Linked DNA regions of Mus musculus: region 2 is linked to region 1. A link is a contact called in public Hi-C data. All regions are on one chromosome and are shown on one strand. Each heading gives the region's core, a stretch centred on a gene start, on an enhancer-like site or on the middle of the called end of the contact. The rest is flanking DNA. Distances are from core to core; before and after follow the strand shown. Region 1 overlaps Fam102b (family with sequence similarity 102, member B). Region 2 overlaps Vav3 (vav 3 oncogene).

Region 1 (7,832 bases), core at 3,324-5,823:
AAAAAGAAGTCGCATCTACTCTACAGGACTAAGATGCTCTTTAAAAACAAGAAGGGTATAAACCCCTAAAACATGTTACTGGGAACAAAAGTCCTGGGCTCAGCCTTTCATTTGCCATTTTGGACTTATTCTACCAGTTCATAGCCCAGAGGTCCGCCTTCATGGACTGCAAACCAGGCTTCCTGCAGCCTTCCTCTCACTGTGCAAAATGAGCAGCCCTAGAAGGCTGAGGGCGGAGCAAAGACAGCCTCGCCATCCTGATGGCTGGATCCTTGCTAGGTGGATAGGAGCCTCTGGTTTCCCACCCCTACCTGCGGACTTCCTCTTTAATGACAAAGCTTAGACTTTAAAACACGTGCATGTAAACCTCTGTTAAAGTAAAAACTGGAAAATTAAGAATATTACTAAGCACTGAAAAAAAAAATCTCAAAATGGAGCAAAGTTACATCCCGGAGAGCCAGCATGGAGAGCCGTGCCTGTCATCCCAGTACTGAGAAGGCGGCTGAAGGAGGAGGGATCCAACTTTGATATCAGTTTGGGCTGCACTACAAGAACACCTTTTAGAAAAAAAGTATTTAACGTTGAAAGCCACTACTTTCCAGTTGCTTTAAATAGTCACCCAGTGAATATTCTTTATTGTCTAATATATGAAAACCAAATAACCTCATTTTGGCCAACTTTCTGTCACTATAACCAATGTCTGAGTCAGATCAACGTGTGAAGAGGAGGGGTTGATTCTGGTTCATTGTTTGGGGGCTTCAGTCCACAGCTGACTGGTTTTGTTGTGCAGGGCCTGTGGCAAGGCTATCACAGTGGAAGCACGCGCTGGAGGGAAAGCCCCTGTCTCCACAGCTAGCAAGCAGAATGAGGGACTAGGCCAGAGCTACACAATCCCTTTGGGAGCATGAGTCCTAACGACCTAAAGCCCTCCTACCTTTTAATGGTTCCATTACCTCCTAATGGTGCCAAGCTAGGAATAGACCTTCACCACATGGTCCGTTGGATCCAATTTACAGCTGGACCTTAAAATGTTACTAAGTGTACTGGCTGGTTTTGTGTGTCAACTTGACACAGCTGGAGTTATCACAGAGAACGGAGCTTCAGTTGAGAAAATGCCTCCAAGAGATCCAACTGTAAGGCATTTTCTTGATTAATGATCAAGGGGGAAAGGCCCCTGGTGGGTAGAACCATCTCTGGGCTGGTAGTCTTGGTTCTATAAGAGAGCAGGCTGAGCAAGCCAGTAAAGAACATCCCTCCATGGCCTCTGCATCAGCTCCTGCTTCCTGACCTGTTTGAGTTCCAGTCCTGACTTCCTTGGTGATAAACTGCAGTATGGAAGTGTAAGCCGAATAAACCCTTTCCTCCCCAACTTGCTTCTTGGTCATGATGTTTGTGCAGGAATAGAAACCCTGACTAAGACACTAAGCTAACTATTCTAGGAATTACGTCAGAAATAAGAAGAAAACACAAATACTTCAAAGCCCCAAATCCTTGGTTTACATTGTTTTTTATTTGTTTATGAAATATCAGTAATTCCCCAACTAAACTAATTAGAAACACATACTATATTTTTATTTATTTGAAAACACTCTTACAATGTGGCATATTTATAATGATTCATGTACGAAATCATATATGCTACCATTTGCACAGATAGAGTGTAGCTTTGGCACGAATTACAGCATTAAAGATACCAAGTGGATTCTGCATGCACCTGTTATCCTTAAATGCAATTCAGTGGGAAGTATTTCATACTTACCTAGTTTATCTAGAGAATGGAGGATACCGACAGGAAGTCTGGTAGACTCGGGGAGAAACCAGGTTAATAATAGCAGTATAAACTTGGACAGGGACTGCAGCATATAAGGAACGGGTTTTAATAAAGAGTATGGTATTACATCTTGCAGGGGAAACCACACTTCTGGTTTCTATCGCTACTGGCTGACTTCTGCTTTAGTGACAATATTGCAGTAGTTACCAGGTACTTTCAATACAACAGATACTATGCATTTTACACATAGAAACGCCACTCCATTTCCTTAGTATAGGAACTGAGAGAAATTAAGTAGCTTGTTGAACTTCACTATGGTGAAAAGAGTTAAACTGAATTTAAGGCACTGTGTAGAGTAGATGCATTCCAGCATCTCAAGCAGGTTTCTACCCAGCACCCCCTGAAACTGCTCACTAGTGAGCAATGGATTGCCAACTTTGATGGGCTCTTTAATTTTTTTTTTTTTTTTTAGTTGTGTGTGTGTCTTTGAGTGTATGTATGTCAGCATAAACATGCCTTAGTACGCGTGTGGAGGTCAGAGGACAACTTACATCAGTTCTTTTTCTACTGTGTGGATTCCAGGGCTTGAACTCAGGCTGTCTGTCCCCCTTGGCAGCAAGCACCTTTACCTGCTGAGCCATCTTGCTGGCCCGTGATGGGCTTTCTTGACTTCATCCTTCACCCTTACTATACATTCTTGAACGAGTCCTGCCCTTTCCTAATTTTGTGGCTACTTGTTCTTAATTTCATGTTCCTGTCTCCTTAAAGTGTTGGTGCCCACTAAGCTTATCTTTTTACCGCAATGTTTTAAGTATTATGCAGACACTTACACATACGCACACACATATACAGCTAAGCCTCTTTCTTTAGATGCACAGTATCATGTGTTAACTGTTGGCCCACCTGGTACCCTGGCCTAGAAGGACTTAAGTCATGCATCTGTTTACCATGGTACTCAACAGCGGTCTAACTCATCATATTAGCTAGGTCTTTTAACCAGTCAAGCCACTTGTTGAGGAGCGTATGACGAGACCGTCAGTTGCTTATCCAGTGTCTCTCTCCTTCTTTTACATATCTAACTTTATGCATAGCCAGTTAAGCCTATTTTACAAGTCTTCTTTGCTGCTAGGGGGAGAAGGGGGTTGATTTTCTGCTACGGTGATATCATTAGATACCACTGTCTGGGCCTTCTAGAAAGGCACAGTAAGAGAGGGCATGTGGGGACTGTCCTTTTACCCTCTCTCTATTCCTTTCATGACAGTCTGAAAACTGTCATGACAATGGTTTTGAATGTCAGAAGCCATGTTGGACCTTGAGGCTACCTACATGAAAAACTGCCTGGTGATAATACAGAGAGAGATGGAAGCCTGGGCTGTCCCCATTCACACTTTAATATTTAAAATGCTTGTTTTAGGGTTCATCTATGTAGGTGAGCTAACCTCTAACACACCCGAAGTCTGATCACTCCCACACTCAGAAACCTGAGTCCCGGTACCCTTCCCATGTGGAGTGTGCTCTCAGAATCCAGATGCAGGGTCACTGTGTCCTAGCACTTGGGAGGCTAAGCGAGAAGAGCATGAGCCGAAGGCCAGTCTGTGCTACATAGCAATCAATACTCTATCTCAAAAACCAAAATCATCAATCCCTCCCCCCCCCCCCCAAAAAAAAAAAAAAACAAAGGAAACAAGACTACTGCATGGATCAACGCTTTGATCTTACAAACTGCCTTTTAGGAAAGCCCCACCCACACATAAGCCAGGTTCACTTCCTACAGATGGCTTCATCCAGTTGCCTGAATTCTGCCTCCTAAGTATCAGAGCAACAGCTTATGTGAAGGACACTGAAACAGGTCCTTATATAGGACAGTTTACTAAGCCAAGAGATCAGGCTGGGATGAACTAGATTTGTGCAGTATTTATTTGTCTATTAACGACTTCATGCTGTGGTAACGAAGACACCTTATTGAGGAGAAACCCAGAAATGATTAAAGAAAAAAAGTCCAAGTTGGATAGTGGTGGCGCACGCCTTTAACCCCACTCAGCACTTGGCAGGCAGAGGCAGGTGGATCTCTGTGAATTTGATGACAGCATGGTCTACAAAGTGAGTTCCAGGAAGCCAAAGCTATACAAAGAAACCCTGTCTTGAACACCAAAAACAAAACCAAACTGAAACAAGCCTACAAACATGACACAGCATACAAACAACCCCATAAAATAGATACAGTACCACTGTCATAATCCCATGAATCCAGCCTGCCAACCCCAGTAAGCATTTAATAAACAGTCCAAAAACACCTGGTACCAGGTATAAATAAATTCCTGGTCGTCACTTTCTAACCACTCAGAAATCAAGCCGTTTCCTATGTGCATGGTCACAATTCAGATTCTTAACATCATTTCCTTGAATCATTGCCAAGAGTCTCCTTAATGGTTCCTGCTCAAATCTATCTCCCTCAGATCTCCACCTGAGAGTGTGGTTCACATCTGTAATCTGCAATCACAGCACTTGGGTAAACATGGCAGGAAAAAAAAAAAAAGAGTTTAAGTGAGATTTTTGAGGCCAGTCTGGGCTACAGAGACCTTGTCCCAAAAAACCAAAACAAAAGTGTATTATGTCCCTAAAGCTTTTAGTCAGAGTTTTCTGTGGTAATCTTTTGTGTGTACACATAGACCTTGGGAAAAAGCTGTCCAAATTAAACAAATCCAAAAGGCTGCAAAGTTAGTTTGTGACATTTGTTATACTGATGGGTTACCGTGGAAACCCACACAAAACTACTTGGCACCGGGGACGAAAGTCACATTACTAACTGCTTTCTGTTGGGTGAGTCACTGACTTCCTATGAGTTTTGGACGGTTGCTTAACCACTGTCTAGAAAGAAAACTAAGGAATGTGATTTGTGTTACCACTATGGAAAGCCAAACATTTCAAAGATGACATGATAAAGCTGTTGCAACGAACACAAAACAAGCAGAGGACTCAGAAGAAGATAAAGTTGCTATGGCCACTGTTTATGTTTTAGAGAACCAAAAGGAATCTAGGATGCTGTTGAAAACTTAAACATAAACTGCAGTGGAAGTTGACAGAGCCAGTCTTTGTGATGAGTAGTATATCAATGCCACCAATTTCCTGAGGACCAGCGAATGCGTCCTCTGGGCACGTATTTACAATTACACCATGTCCTGATTATTCAAGACACTTTCGACTGTTCAGAAGCAGCGATATAAGAAAATCTGCTCTGAGGAGTGTGAGCTCTTGGCCAGGAAGTACAGTGTGCAGGTTAGGTGCTTATCCCGTAGCTAGTCTCTGAGTTCAAACCCTGCCTCAGCTACCTGCCAGCTGCCACTCTGGTACATTTGTCATCTGTACGGTGCCTTCTCATGAGATCTACACCTCAGGGGAACCCAGGGAGATGAAGTAAATCATTCCACATGGCCCCAAACAGTGCCTGGGGTACAGTGTAGCTTGATAATAAATGTTATACTCAAGGCTACACGCACCTGTGAGTCTGTTTCAATTTGCTCACAAAGTGAAAGAATGGCCAACTTTATAGAGATCTTTTCCCTGATATACTGAAGATCTGTCTATTTTAAAAGACACGTAGATTCTGACAAAGAAGGAGATTTTGTGAATCCAAGCAAAAACAAGTATTTTAAGGCTGTGAAGATTGGCTAGATCTATAAGACTGACTTTTAAAGAACACAAAGAATACATGCATCTGCCAACTCCAGCAGCATTTTTAACCTAAGTAAATGCTCGGCAGGAACATCATCATGAAAAACTGTGCAGTGGGCTTCGCTTTATTTACTCATTCACTGATTCATTTCTTCTAGTGGGTCAGGCAGTTTGTGTACAGTGTGGACATGTGTCTATATTTTCACATGTATAGGGAATAGACGTGTGTCTTCATCAGGATATGTGTCAGCCACTAAATGCTGTTCAGAATCCCAGTTCAGATTCTTCTCCTTGGAAACGCTCAGTTTGCAGACAGATATGTAGAGAGAATGAGAGAGAGAGAGAGAGAGAGAGAGAGAGAGAGAGAGAGAGAGAGAGAGAGAGAGAATGAGAATGAGAATGAATGGTGAGGACTGAAAACATGAGCAAAAGTCCTCACCATCGGAAAGGATGAGGCCAGTTGAGTTGAGGAGAGTGGTAAAGGAGAAAGGGAAGGGGACAGCCTGCAGGGCCACCAATATCAGAGCAGGAGAGAGGTTAAAAAAGGCAAGGAGGTGGCCTCTCAACAGGACAAGAAAAGAACCAGGGTATCTGCAACAGCAACGTACAAGTTTTAAGAAAGCCTATTCAGCAACATCAGCTACAGCAGTGAGGTCAGGTAAGGTAGAGACCTAAAAGGGGTCACTGGGTTTAGCAACAAAAAGCCACCCATGATGCTGCTGAGTGCAGTGTTGGTCACGAGGAGGGCCTGAAGCATGTTACTATGGAGAAGAGATACAGAGATGTGGGCAACTCGCTTCAGATCTGTTAGGAATGAAGTAGTCAGTAGGGAAACTTAGGGCTGCATCCAGCCGAGCACATGACATGAGAGATGATTTCACTTCTACACGAAGGAAAGATAAGCACACTTCAGTACTGATAGGGGGAAATAGTGTAGGGACCAAAGTGAGCATTTGGCTGGGTATGAATAGTGTTATCAGAGAAGACTGATCCCTGAGATATCAGAAATAATAGAACCCAGACTATAGTTAGGGACTGGCCCTTGGCAGAAGGGGTCACCTCTTACCAAGAGACAAAGAATGAGACTGAATGGAGACAAAGGTGTCATCAGATAATTCTTTATTGTCCTAAATTGTTCTAGTGAGAGAAATTTCATATAAAAGGTAGCGTTCATTGGCACATAGTAGGTGTTTGCTAATACTAGCTTATTTAAAATCTGCTACAAATATTGCAAAGAGCTCAACAGTGTCATGTAAGAGTTGCATTTAGTGGCCGACAGATATCCTGATGAAGACACACATTCATTCCCTATACATGTGAAAATATATACACATGTCCACACTGCACACACACACACATATGAGGACACACATTGCTTGTATGGAATGGAAGAAAATTTATAGCCCATGCATGTAATCAGGTGTTAATATATAAAATATGTAAAGAAGTCACAACTCAATCATAGCAACAACAACAAAAAAAAAAGCTTTTGGATTAAAACTGGGCCAAAGGCTTGAGCGATCATTTCTGAAATGTTTGTACAATTGGCCAGTGAGTTAATGTAGAGGTGCTTACCATTAGTGCCAGGGAGCTATTAACATAAACCCAAGCAAGATGGACCCCCTCTAACTAAAGTGCTGTCACTAAAGAGTTAAAACAGAACAAGTGTTGATAGGATGTAGAAAAAAGAGAACTCTGGGATGTGGTTTTGGTAAAGCCATTATGAAAAATGGTATGGAGGTTCCTCAAAAAAATTAAAAACAGAACCACGACATGTCCAGCAACCATATATACCTTTGGGTATGTATCCAAAGCAAACAAAATCAAGTGCTTTGGTTTGGTTGATTATGTTTGGCTTGGGTTTTGAAGTCAGGGTCTTGCTGTGTAGCTCAGGCTGGGTCTTGAACTCCTAATTCTCTTGTCTCAGGTTTCAAGTGCTTGGATTATGGGCAAATGCTTCAAATTAGTATTTTAAAGAGATGCTTGCAATCCCATGTTTGTTTCAGAGTTATTAATAATAGCCAAGATTTGGAAAAAACCTAAAGAAGATGAAAGAGTAAAGAAAATGTCACACACACACACACACACACACACACACACACACACACACCTATTTCTTAAAAAGGAAATTTACCCATTTATAATGAGGCCTGAAAGATAGTATGCTAAGTGAAAATACCCAGACAAGAAAGAGAAATGCATCTCTTTCTTGTACACCTTTTACATGTGTAATCTAAAATTTGTCAAATTCATTCAAGAAAGTACATTTCTTTTTCTGAAACTATTAATTCCATTTACCTCTAGATAGAACAATATAGATACAGATGACACACAAAAAATACAATAGGAAAACATTTCTATAATAATAATAATCTAAGAAAAGATCCCA
Region 2 (7,832 bases), core at 3,716-6,215, 350 kb after region 1:
GAGAGAGAGACAGGTAGATCATAGGGACTTGTTGACTGGTCAATCTGTCCATGAGAACGAGCTACAGGTACAACGAGAGGTGCAGTTTTACAATTATTTAACTTATGTATTTTATCAGTTGATTTATCGGCTGTTACTTTCATATGTGGCAGCTATTGTCCAATGAAACCCACAAACTACCCTCTATCTGGAGTTGGAACATTTATCTGCATTTATAAGCCGGCTGGCTGCATTTATAAGCCCTGAGCTCCCCTGTCCTCTGAGCTTCAGTTTATGATTACCAGCATGAGCATCCCATTACAGTGCAGAAAAGACGTAACACTTGTATTCAGTGTTTGGCTTGACTGCTGACAAGCACCGTGATAAAGAGTAGGTTCCCTCTCTTCTCTCTTTCCTCCAGCTTTGTCTCAAGGACAGCTGCTCCTAAGACCATTGTGAGGAGGAGATAATGCACCTCAGGTGACTTGCTCAGAGCCTTCTATCGGCAAGTTTTCATGTAGTTGGAAAAGACAGTCATCCCGCCTCTAAGAACTAGGGTGCTTAGGATTGTCCGGGCCTCCTCTCCTAGGTTGTGGAGAGACGGTGGAAGAACATATATTGCTCCACTCAGTGATTTTTTCTCAAAGCCACATGGGAAATGATCATAAAGTAGTATGTGGATGGGCAAAAAAAAAAAAAAAAAAAAAAAGAGTCTCCACCTTATTAATATGCTTTCCACGTTTGGAACCAGCCGCTCAGGGTACTTCCGGTTTTTCTCTTGTAGGCATCATGACTCACCATGTCCCTGAGAGATGACTTCTTGCATTGGGTTATTTTCTAAAGCTTTATTACCCAAGATGTAATTTCTAGGCCAAAGGTTAACATTTTCAACATTTTCACAGCTTTTGTTTATATACAGCCAGATAGCTAACAGACAAATAAAAGCCAACCAAACAGTCCCCGTGAGCCGGGAAGAGCAGATTTCCCTAGCCTTGGTTAGAAGTCTTTGGTGTTATTTTGACTGGATTCCTGTCTTAGCTATCCATTTGCTGAGCTGGCTATCCTCTCTGATTCTCCCTTCTGTCAGCTGTAAAGTGGGATACAATTATACAGTTTACCTGTCAAGCACTCTCTTGGCACAAGGTATTCAGTGGTCAGTCTTTGCAATCTGCCATTATTCTCCTGCACTCTCTGGCTTTCTCTTAGACCACTGCCCACTAGTTATTTCCCCCCTGTATGTGAGAATTTTAAAAAAGGATTATTGAATTTTTATCTTATTTTATGTGCATTGGTGCAAGAGTGTCAGATCTCCTGGAACTGGATTATAGACAGTCGTGAGCTGCCATGTGGGGGGAATTGAATCCTGGTCCTCTGGAAGAACAAGCCTGTGCTCTTAATCACTGAGCTGTCTCTCTCCAGCCTTGTATGTAAGATTTTAATATAGTTCCATTCTCTCAAAGGAATCACCATTGATTTTAAAATAGGAAAAAGCCCTCTGCAAAGATCCCTGTGATGGACGGATGCTTTTGTAACTATGGGGAGTGGTGCTGTGAAGAAGCCCTAGGGTGAGGTCCCCAATCTCTATGTGATGCCTTCCCTGGTCTGTGTGATGCCTTCCCTGGTCTGTGTGATGCCTTCCCTGGTCTGTGTGATGCCTTCCCTGGTCTGTGTGATGCCTTCCCTGGTCTGTGTGATGCCTTCCCTGGTCTGTGTGATGCCTTCCCTGGTCTGTGTGATGCCTTCCCTGGTCTATGTGATGCCTTCCCTGGTCTGTGTGATGCCTTCCCTGGTCTGGCCTCGTCATCCTCTGCCTTCTGCTCTTACAGCTATTTGGAATTCTGCAGCAGCCAAACTAGGTGTTTTCCTCGTCTCAGAATTTGTAAACATTTTTCATTTTCCTGGACCCAGGACTTGACATCTTATTTTGATCTCCTAGTGTTGCAGTCCCCTTTTAAACAACCTGCCGTACAAACCATTGTTTCGTTCTGGTCTTATGATAGATAGCAGGGGTCACTTATATTTTACTGACCAATGATTCCTGTGAACCAACATAGAGCTTACTTAGCATTGATGCCAAATAACTGCCTGTGAGTGCTTATCTGAGTATTCATCGACTATTACTACCAATAAACACAGGCAAGGATACGGACTTCAGGTATAATTTGTTAAAAATGTGACTTCAGAATGCTCTGAAAACATATGTGCAAGTATTTTTTGGGAGTATGTACCAGAGTACACTTTTAATTGAATAGGATCTTACATCTTTTTAAAAACAGAACAAAGCCATAATCTTTCATGTAGAGAGGACAAGTCTGAAGAGACAGTAAACACTTGCAGAAAGCATAGTTTATTTAATATCTAGTCAGCTTTCATCTTAGCCAACAGTTTCATCTCAAAGACCTATGATAATATTACCTGAGCATCCAGGAGGCTTGCCAGGGAACAATCTAGAGTCAAATAGCATAGCAGGACTTAATGGTGAAGATGAGCATTCCTGAGAGATTAGATTAGGACTGGAACATTTCCTCTCACTGGAGAAGGACAAGCTAGCTTATATTACAGTGTTAATGTCTGCAAGCTCAAGACTGCGTTTTATTCTTTCAAGGAGTAGAGTTCGTTCTTTGGTGCATCTGTTTGACAGCACTCATTGAACACATAGTTAGGCACGGGCAACACGGCCCAGAGCTAGATCTCTAAGAGTGGTCTGTTTAAGGGGAGGTGATTCTCCCTGCCCTGTCTTCATCCGTAGCCCTTCTGTTAGAGTATTAGGATATGCTTGCGTGTACGTTGCTTGGTTTCTGTTAGAGTATTAGGATATGCTTGCATGTACGTTGCTTGGTTTCTGTTAGAGTATTAGGATATGCTTGCGTGTACGTTGCTTGGTTTCTGTTAGAGTATTAGGATACTCTATATTGCTTGGTTTCTTTGGGGTCTTGGCTTTGAGACCGATTTGCCTATAGAGATGATGATTTTCTGTCCATTCTCATCCAAATGACCCACTAAGTAGGGGCAGTTCTATCTTCAAGTGCAAAGCCTATATACTTCTGATTTTATTGTTGTTTGTTTGCTTGGGTAGTGGTGGGTGTGGGCTGGGTGGAGAAGGGGAACCTTCATTCTCAAGATGAGCTTTGATCAAGAAAACACATTTGACCATTATTTTGTACCTATTACCAACTAGATTTTTCACTCAGTAGGAAAAGAGAATATTTATGCAGACTGTGGGGCATGGCGAAGCCCGCGGCAGCCAAGGCTGCAGGCATATGGTCATCTCTGCCAAGCACAGCTGTTTGTGATGAGTGTTAGGCTCAGTGCTGGATGAGCTGATGTTAGCCAGGGGGTGTGAGGTGGGTTTTGTGGGGGCTTGAAGCACTTAGATTTTGAGGATTGTTTTTGTTTTTTGTTTTTTGTTCTTTTAATTGCTAGAACTGACATTTTAGATGAGGTTGCAAAAGAGAATGGACCTTTTTAGTCATTAAACATAGAACAGATTTGCCATTTTCTCTGTATTTTGGTGTAAGGCCCATGCCAGGGCCGCAGACTGCAAAAGTGACTTTGCAAGAGTGGTATTGTGTCCGGTCAGGTCCTTCCTTTAAATTATGAAAAGCAGACTGAGGAAGGAAGTGATAAATTATCTTTAACACATCAAGTTAATCTCATTCTGGGGCAAAGGGCAGGCCTGGAGGGATGGATCGTATGTAATTTGGTTGTTTATCTACATGATCTTGATAGACCACCTGTGTTAGAGCTAAACTCACCAATAAAAAGCAGGCCAAAGAATGGTCTTTCTGTCTGAGCAGGTTTCAGAGATGAGGACCGGAAGAAGCTGAACTCTGTAAAGGTCAGAAATGTTTCTAACTCTAGTGGAAGTTCCTCCATAGTAAACCACAACTTGTCTTTGTACTAGGTTTGCTAATTATAAACGTTCTACCCATTAGATCCTGGAACTGTAGGTTTGTCCATGAAGCATGGTTATATAAGCTGTGGGTTTTTAATTATGTAAGTCTGCCAGTTAGATTATGGAACTGTAGCTTCGCCTAGAGAAGAACTTTAGATTTTATTGATAATTAGGACAAAATGGTCTGGGTGAGGCGGTACACATCTTTAAGACCAGCACTTGGGAAGCAGAGGCAGGCAGATCTCTGGGAATTCATGACCAAGCTATATAGTGAGACCCTGTCTCAAAACAAAAAAAGAATTATATGAATTATATGGAATGTTCTTAAGTTGAGAGAGACAAACAAGTCAGTGAGATCTTTGTAAACTCAGCATGAAAAGGAGTCATTAAAAAGGGGTGATATTGCAACATCTAGATTTTAAAGGTCATATTTTCTTAAGAAATCAAGGAGAAACAGGAGTGACTTGGTGGTATTAGGAGAATGGTCATTGTAGACAGAGAAACCCAGATTAAAAGAACAGTTGGCATTCATAAACATAGGTGAAAATGGAAGAGCTGTTTGAGGCAGTTTCGGCCTGGTTAGATGTGGGCTTCTCACAGTGACCTCTTGGTTGGGATCCCCTTGGTTGGAAGTGAAGGCAGACAATATTTGCTGAGTAATGATTACGTATGAGGACATACTCATAGCTCTGCATTTCTCCCTCATATGGGAGGCATTAGACTGTAAAATCTTGGGGAATATTTTAGAATATAAGAAAAGCAATAATCTAGTACAGGAAAGAAAAAAAGCAAGGCCTGGTGATTCCTTTGCAGAGTTAGCTCTGAAGTGTTAGCTCTGAAGTGGAAGAGGGCATCTCTGAGTTTGTCTGTATGAATGGACAATAGTGGAGAAACATGATCTTAATTCCAAGAGTAGTTAAACACGAGGGGACATGTTCTACCTCTGGCAGAAAATAAAAATACCGAAGATATGGCTTTTAAAATGCTCAGGAATGCTCATGTCTTGGGGTGCCTACGCAGCACTGCGTATTGAGTGTGGTCCTGGCATCTGCTGGGGCTGGGTTGGCGGAAATGGGAGGTCTCAGAGATGCCCTTCCTCAGGAAACAGTGCTTACAGCACAAAGCAGTCACAAAGCAAAAGGCAGTTGCAACAGATGCTGTGGCCTGAGACTCAGAATTCCTGCTTGTGAAAGATTGTGGTGGTGACGAATGTGAGGCAGAACCCAGATCCTGTTCCACCCCAAGTGACAGAAACATGGGCTTAGATGTCACCAGGGAGATGAAAAATATGGATGTTGCATGCTGGCAAAGAAAAGTTCCATGCCCAGGGTCCTTAGAGATTGGGACTGCAGACCTTTAAGCTTTGAAAGAAGCAGTAAGCAAAAGCTCAGAGCCAAAATTAACCTCGTTAGCAGCTGTCTCCTTGTTGACTTTGTTTTTGTTGTGTGCACATATAATATAATCATAGTGATTGTGGTTACTTTAACCACTTCTAAGTCACAGTTCAGTGTCATTGAGCACACTCAGTGTGTTGTGCAGCCACCATTCCCTGTCTTCAGAACATTATCATCTTCCCCAGCTGGCATTCTGCACATATTCAATGATAACCCCTTTCTCCGCTATCTCCTGGCTGCCACAATGCTCCTTTCTGTGTCTGTAGATTCAACTATTCGTGATTCTTCAAATGAATTGGGTCATTCAGGTAGGATAATATCCCCAAGGCCCATCCATGCTATAATATAGGTCAGAATTTGATTTCTTTTTAAGGCTAAATAAGTTTCAGTTGTTAATTTTCCTTACAGATTATCCATTCATCCTCATGGATTCTTGGAAAATTGGCAAGTATTGTAGACAGTCTGACAAAGCACACACCAATGGTGCTGCAGTCTTCTCTGTATTCTTCTGTCTTTCAAGTGCCCTGACGTTCTTCCTCTTTTCTATCTTATCTCCCCTGACTATTTCTCCATCTATCTGTCCATCTCTTCCTCCTTTTCTCTCACTCCCTCCTTTGTAATTATATGGGTGTGTGTTCTGTGTGCCCTGTGTATCCTGTTAGGTATTGGAAGCTACTCTTGAGGACTAACTCTTTAAATTTGGTGGTATTGGCAAGTGATGATCTTGCTTGCCTTGACATTCTTCTCTCCTCTTTCTGTCTGTCTGTCTGTCTTTTTTCTTTTTCTTTCCTCCACCTCATCTTCTTTCCCTCCTCCCTTCTGACTCGACCCTCCCCTCCCCTCCCTTCCCCTCCTCTCCTCTTTTCTTTCTCTGTTTCTTGTCCCTGGCTGTCCTGGAACACACTCTAGGCCAGGATGGCTACAAATTCAATGATCTGCTTGCCTCTGCCTCCCAAGTGCTGGGATTAAAGCTCTGAGCCACTGCTATTGCCATGACCACCACTACTGCCTGCCCTCGACATTCCTTAGGTTCTTTAAAAGTGGAGGATATAAAAGTTAAGACTAAGCTGAATTAATGTCCAGTGTTCTGAAAAAATTCTACTTTCTCAATCACAGATTAAAAAAGAAAAGAAAAAAAAAAAAAAGAAAACCAAAGAAACAAGAGCAAAAATAAAACAAATGACAGGGCAAGAAGCCCCACATCTCTCCCTGGGCAGCCCTCGCTCCAGCTGAGTGACTGTAGGAGAAGAGGATGGAGACTTTCAGTATTGCTGGAACTTGTTCTGGCTTCCTCCTGAGTATCACTTGAAAATCCCCTCTGCCTCTCTCCTATTCCATCCCCAACAGCCGCCAGTTCCTTGTGGGTTCCCCTGTGCTCCACAGGCACTGTTGGAATGTACCTTATCAGGGGCCTCTCGTTCTCCACTTCTCCTGCCCACGCTTCTTCCTGCTCTGAGCTTCTCTCACTATGGTTCCTTGTGGGAAGCTTCGAGACAAGCAAGAACAACTGGGCAGTTTGCAAGAGTCATGACAGAGTGATGGGTTCTTTTATCTGATGGGGGGGGGGACAGGAATAGTCAAGTGAAATCATTTCTTTTCCTCCTGGAGGCAGGAGTTCACAGACATACTTCATGGGACTCCTGAGAGGGGGGCGTGGCCTTGAACACTAAATGCCAACAGTAAAGCTCACTTCTGTGTCGCCTCCTTCTGCCTCTGCTCCCTGGCTCTCCATTTTTGTGCCTCTATGACAGTGGTTCTCAATCCGTGGGTCCCGACTCCTACAATAGTCGCATATCATATCAGATATCTTGCCTATAATTTATTTATATTATGATTCATAACAGTAGAAAAATTACAGTTATGAAGTAGCAATGAAGTGACATAATAGTTGGCAGTCACCACACCGTAATGAACTGTAGTAAGGGTTGCAGTGTTAGGAAGGTTGAGAACCACTGCTCTTGTACCTTAGTCTCTTTTCTCAGAACTGTTTCCCAACGCCAATTACCTGGTGCAAGCTTTGTCTTCAGTCTTTACTGCTGGGGAAACTCAGACTTAGATATCTGTAATGGTGCTATCATTTGAATCTAGATGCAATCTCAAATTAGCTTTGGACTTCTAATTTATAAGATTTAAGTTGGTTCTGAAAATTACTGAACAAATACCTGACAGGATTTTTTTCAAAAGTATATGTATTTGTGTATGTGCATGTGTGTGAGGGTGTATGTATGTACCTTTGTGTGTATAGGTGTGCCATAAGACAACACTAGGTGTGATCCTCAGAAATGCCGCCCACCTCCTTTGAGACAGGGTTTCTCACTGCCCTGGACCTCATCAGGTACCTCACATGGTTGCTAGCTAGAATGGCTGGCTATGAAATGCCAGGGATGCTTCTGCCTATATGGTCTTAGTGCTGGGATTATAGGTGCTTACCACCAGTCCCAGTATTTTAAATGGAGTTCTGAGCTCTGGGCATGGAACTTCCTTCTCCATGTTGCTGAGACAGGTGTTATATCAACTGAACTATCTTCTCCAGAGGATTTCATTTAACCAGCCCTGTTCTCTTA

Evidence for each region. Hi-C and Micro-C count contacts between places; a contact is called where the count stands out from the background.
Region 2: a Hi-C map of LSK cells shows a contact between it and region 1, with 4 times the contacts expected there. The contact joins two enhancer-like sites.

Annotation. Positions count from the first base shown.
Region 1 is chr3:109,006,453-109,014,284 of GRCm38.p6, forward strand. The region is part of intron 1 of Fam102b (family with sequence similarity 102, member B); the gene reads right to left. Among named protein-coding and RNA genes, the nearest start is that of Gm43221, 9.6 kb to the left of the region's middle. Within about 2 kb of position 4,574, at least 124 of the 459 cell types and tissues checked have an H3K27ac peak or open chromatin away from gene starts, as enhancers often do. A contact at or near this core is called in LSK cells, where this site is marked.
Region 2 is chr3:109,357,081-109,364,912 of GRCm38.p6, forward strand. The region is part of intron 1 of Vav3 (vav 3 oncogene); the gene reads left to right. Among named protein-coding and RNA genes, the nearest start is that of Vav3, 20 kb to the left of the region's middle. Within about 2 kb of position 4,966, at least 69 of the 459 cell types and tissues checked have an H3K27ac peak or open chromatin away from gene starts, as enhancers often do. A contact at or near this core is called in LSK cells, where this site is marked.